2 separate regions of the Salmo salar genome follow, and region 1 is linked to region 2. A link is a contact called in public Hi-C data. All regions are on one chromosome and are shown on one strand. Each heading gives the region's core, a stretch centred on a gene start, on an enhancer-like site or on the middle of the called end of the contact. The rest is flanking DNA. Distances are from core to core; before and after follow the strand shown.

Region 1 (2,700 bases), core at 147-2,646, 40 kb before region 2:
GTAGGAGGTGAAGATCTCCCGCACACGGATTGCCTCTTGCTACATTGTTGGACCCCATCCTTGAAACATCCTGCAGAGCAGCAGACTTCTCCTCTGGCAGACGGCAGCGAGCTGCAGATCCCCTCCTGGTCCTCGTGTCCATCCTCATTAAGTTATGCAGGACACAGGTAGCCTTCACACACCTGAATTCCTCCAGGAGGCAGTCCCAGATGGCCCTCCTGGTCACCCAACCTTGCAGTGCCCTACACGTTAACTGTAGGCACTCGTTTTGAAGGAATCTCCAGTTACAAGGTATCTGTAGGAATATGGAAGACAATGTAATTATTAGACTTTTACATCACCAGGTCATTTTGGATTACAAAAGTATAATATCCCTGATAACAAATTATGATAAGATTGGATTGATAGATGCATGGGCACACATGTGCATGTGACAATAACAGGATCATATCAAGGATATCACAAATGAATACATAAATACCACTTGAAGCTTGATGATAAGTTGATCATTTGAATCAGCTGCGCAGTGTTAAGGCAAAAAGAAAAATGTGCACCCCTTTGAGTCCCCAGGACTGAGAACCACTGCACTTCATATGTAGACAGGCTTTCATAGCCCTCTATCTGAGGACAGAAAACCTCACAAGAAACAGACTTCATTATAGTCAAATTACACCACACTGAATATTATGTTGCTATTATCTCCATCCTCACTTCTAGAGACAGGAACTACACAAAATGACCTGCCCTATCCAGAATAGCCTACTCACAATTGGGGCTGCTATCCTATCACCCTCCTCCATGGCTGTTAGCTAGCTACCTACAAATTAATTTGGAGTTTTTTTTTTTACAGTGATAAATGCATCAAGATAGGTAGCTAATATGAAGTTAGGTAGATGGTGATATTTCATTCACGTAGCTAGCTATCTATACAGTATGTGAAGTTAGCTCATCTAGATAGCTCATTTAGCAGCTCATTTGAGTTAGCCTGCACTGTAGTTAGTTAGCTAATAATACATCGTTTTTTTTTTACATTTTCGAAATGTATTTACTTACTTGAATAGGTTCTCCCAGCCATGTGCACAATTGGAAACAAGGCAGCAAAGTTTGTTTGTCACCAGAGCGTTTTCGAGGATATTACTATTGAGCTATGTACTAATTAATAACTAGACCTTCATACAAACTTGCTATGCTGAATTCTTGACGCACAATCGAACGTGCTGCCAGCACGCCCACAAGCGAGTCACAATGGGCGGCCTAAGCGGCACGCGGCAATTTACCGCTATCTAGTGTACATTCACCTTAGGGCGGAGCGTTTGTATGGCGGAAGCACGTCTCTGGTCTGACCGCAGAAATTGAGGTACGAGTGTATGGCGGAAGTACGTCTCTGATCTGAGCGCAGATATCGAGGTGCGAGTTCATCTTTCATATGCTGTGTTTATCGGACCTCCTGGAGACAGACAGAGAGGCCCGGTCCAAGTCCTCAGACAAGGGTTGGTTCATATAGAACCGCCGGATAACTAAAACTGTTTTTCAGTGCTTGCCACTGCCGCAAAAGGCTTTAAGTTACTTCCACGGGTGTCGGGTGGGGATGTTGTTAGCCAGCCAGCCAGCTAGCTAGCTAGCTAGCCAGCCAGCCAGCTGTCTGAGTCAACCTGTATTGAGCGATTGAAAGCTTCAAAGAAGAGTCAACTTGCTTGCAAGCCAACTGGACGAGAACCTGTATAGAACTTGGAAAGAATCAAATGTTCCTCAGCCCTCTCTTCGTGAATTCTCACTAGCCTGAAAGGTGAATGTTGCTTAGCAAAACATGCTACAAAGCTAGCTAGTCATTGCTAACTGTTTGTGTTTTGGGGTGGCCCGTGCTTGTTAATTGTTACTTTGCGTTATTTATGTCCATTGTCTCACTTTTTAGTGGGTTTCGTTCGTTTGCTGGAGATGTATTTAGTCTTCTAAAATGCTGTCATGTAATAGGAAGCCTTGGTGGCTTTTTATGGCTTTCAGTTTATGCAGAAATACTGTAATGAACACAGTAGCTTGCTAGCTAGTTAAGTTAGCATTAGCTACCTGGCTATTGTGTTAATTGGTGTGTTAAGCAGCCTATAGAGCCCCACAGTGAAGGTGTCATAATACCCATAAAACCTAGTAGTCCAACAGGGAAATGGTTCCAACCGTTTTTCCACCATTCATTTTTCCCATAAGGGATTTTTAGAAACACTTACAATAAGGGCTGTGTTTCGTGTAGGCTTACCCTGGCATGACTTTTTGATAACCATGTAAATCTCTCTAGGACAAGGTGACTTATCAGTATATTCTGCTTTATTCACTGATTCTAAAATGCTAATAAGCATCAAAGTAGACAAATGCAAAACTACAAATCCCTGCAAGCTCCTGCATGTCATCTCTAGTGGACACCTTTGCTACCAGGTATTGTGTCAATTTAAAACTTACACAAGATTGTTCACATAATTGTCCATTTTAAATAAATGTAGCCAGTTTATTACATTTGGCTAACATTGGATAGTTAATCCAGAGATTCTTAACACCTTTGCCTCTGCAGTCTTGTCCAGAGCCTCATGGTATTTGTAGATCTTTATGATAGCCACATTAGCAGCTAATTGATTTTGGGATAATTGTAGGTGAATATATTGATAAAAGTCACCTTGTCCTTGAGATATTTACACGGTTATCAAAACGTCATGC
Region 2 (2,838 bases), core at 265-2,764:
GACGTGTGTGATGTAATGTCGGGAAAATGATAAGCACGGGGAAGGACAATGAAATAAGATAGAATGAATGCTACAGTATTTTATATCTTGATGTAAGGCCTGGCCTGGATAAATACTCTTATGTAAATGTGTCTTTACATTTTGATATGAATTTCACTATGTCAGAGAACCTTTATAAACTCATATAATTTCCTATTAGCTATAATATAACTTTTTCATATCAAATGTGCCACATGGATTCTTTTTAACTGTTAATAAATGTCAACATTTCCAACCTGTCTGTCTCAGTCATTCATCTTTCTTGTTACACTACAATGTTGAGTATCGTCGAAACTTGCTAGAATGACCCAAATCTCATTGTGGACACTACTGCCAAATATGAAAACAGTGCCCTCTACAGTATATGTAGATATATCAACACCACAACTTGCTTGTCAAAGTCTTCACCACAAGGGGTCAGAGTTGAGCCACCTCCTTACATATGCTACTGGTAGAAACCCTCTTCTCACGCCACTTGATACAAAGTGATTTTCGTAGCAGGTTAGGAGAGCATTTTTGCCTTAATCTACGTTTATTCTCCCAACCTGCTCCTTACGTTCTCCTAACCTACTACGAAAAAGTAACTTCGGTATCAAAGTAGAATAGGCCATCATCCTACATGTGCTACATCAGATTAGCCTACAATCATAGCAGATGAATATTTCAGTTCACATATGGTAGGAGTAGCATTTACACATACAGAGGAAATGTATATGAGTGCTTGTGTGCACCTATCTATAGCCATCTTCAACAAAATAGGGAGTGTGTACCACAAACGGGGTGTTCCGTGTACATTACAAGATGGGTAGTTGAAAGAATGTGGAAGTTGTAGACAAGATCTCCTTTGGGGGAAAAGCCAAAATCACTTTTGTATATATCAATGTATTCAAACAGGTAACTTGGACAAAGTTCATATGACTACAGGCAGGCGACGGTACAATGTTAATAGGATCTGTAAAACGAAGAACCTTTATTTGAGGAACAGGAAAAGGGAGACGAAAGTGCTTTAGACATGAACTCACTTAAAACAGAGATTTTTTTCAAAATCTTTGGGAATGTATTTTTTCTTTTAAGCTCCAGAAACTGCTGCTGTACAAACTCCGCCCTTCAGGCATGCAGGAAGCACATGTACAGTGACTCATATCAATGTAGGTCGGAAGATGGATAGATACTCACATTCATAAGGAGCTTCGCTACACAATAAAATCTATCCCTCCATTGAGAGTCTACTAGACGTAGAACACAGTATGGGCTGCATAGATCTGAGAAGCTTTCTACCGCCTGGTATAAGAAAGACAGGAGCGCCACCATGGTAAAATGTTCCCTTGCTCTACTCAAGCCTCCCCGCAGTCACGTGTAAGAGGGTCTTCATGGCAGAGAGCGAGGGAAAGTAAAAAGCACAGCATAGGAGTAGGGAGGCAGGCAGTGAGAGAGAGTTAGAGAGAGGCTGCCCCTTTAACACTCACTCCCTGCAAGGTTATCTGGAAACTCCTCAGGGCCCCCCCACACACACACACAAGGCACTACTGGGCTGTCTAGGCTGTAAGTGCTTGGTCACGTTTGGCTCTACTTGCCCACTGGAATCCACTCAGAGCAGTGGAGGCTGCTGAGTGGAGGACAAGCTGATAATGATGGCTGGAAGGGAGCAAATGGAATGGCATCAAACACATGGAAACCATGTGTTTGATGTATTTGATAGCATTCCACTTATTACGCTCCAGCCATTACAACTAGCCTGTTCTCCCCAATGAAGGTGCCACCAACCTTCTGTGACTCAGAGGCGACAAAGAGAAGGCTATTTGTAGTGTACTTCACAGCAGTAAATAAACACGTTCATACTTCAAATCTGTTGACTTTTGACTTCAATGGCTTTTCTGTAAGAATGTCTGTGGGTGTGGGTGGGTGTATGAATCTGAGACAGGGTTATACTTGCTGTGGAGATGAAATGCTGTATTCAAGATAGATGTTGACAACTTTAGCACTATGAATTGACCAGCATCAAATGACTAAATACTTAAACCATTAACAGACACATAAAGGAAGTAGTTAAGACTTTACTTTAAAACGATTATAAAGTAACCTATGAAAGATAGTTTAGCATGTGTCCTGAGAATTCAAATACTATAGACATAGACCCTTTAAGATATGGCCTGGTAATTTTAAGGGTGATAACTTGAGCCGTTTCACAATTACATGCTATCTGATCAAGGTGGTCTGGTTTATCTACTCCTCCTCATACCTTCTTAATGTCTGGGGTAGGGGGTGGTATGTGCGACGACATGTTAGATGCAAATTCCATAGGCTTGGAGGGAATCTGCCGCTGAAACTTCATGTGATGATGACTCACAGGAAGGGAGCGGCACACTTAGCCGTAAATGGCGTGCAGAGGCACCTGAGTTCACACACACACTTCCCTTACCTGCTGATTAAGCCGACAGCAACACACCTTGAGTTGGGTGCGGCCCAGCTCAACCCCTTATCTGAGTCACAAGTAAAACCGTAGTGTTTGCCCAGCACTTTGCCAGGCCGACAGGCCGCTTCCCTCTCCGCTAGGTGTGAAAGTGAGAACCCCGGTGCTCCCTCATGCAGTCAGACATGTGTTGTGCCAGGTGCAGGATCATGGGTATCAGTTGCTCCCAGTATTGTGTGACAGATTACAGTACAGCGTTCAGGGAGGGAGGGGAATGGCTGTTTGGGCCGCGGCACAAGGAGTGAATAATACCTACCGTTGCACGGGAAGGATCCAGCATAGGAAGTGACTCCCCACAGCCACCTGAAACCATGGATGGGACTTTTGTG

Evidence for each region. Hi-C and Micro-C count contacts between places; a contact is called where the count stands out from the background.
Region 1: a Hi-C map of gill shows a contact between it and region 2, with 2.8 times the contacts expected there. The contact joins the promoter of fbxo38 here to the enhancer-like site in region 2. A contact is called at or near these places in 2 of 3 Hi-C or Micro-C datasets (gill and muscle).

What each region holds. Positions count from the first base shown.
Region 1 is chrssa05:42,758,674-42,761,373 of Ssal_v3.1, reverse strand. It overlaps fbxo38 (F-box protein 38), which reads left to right and starts at 1,396. Exons shown (of 21, transcript XM_014200106.2): 1 at 1,396-1,786. It overlaps LOC123743111 (a long non-coding RNA gene), which reads right to left and starts at 1,214. Exons shown (of 3, transcript XR_006769882.1): 1 at 1,054-1,214; 2 at 482-817; 3 at 1-295.
Region 2 is chrssa05:42,718,812-42,721,649 of Ssal_v3.1, reverse strand. No RefSeq gene overlaps it. Among protein-coding and RNA genes, the nearest start is that of fbxo38, 40 kb to the left of the region's middle. Within about 2 kb of position 1,514, at least 7 of the 13 cell types and tissues checked have an H3K27ac peak or open chromatin away from gene starts, as enhancers often do. A contact at or near this core is called in gill and muscle, where this site is marked.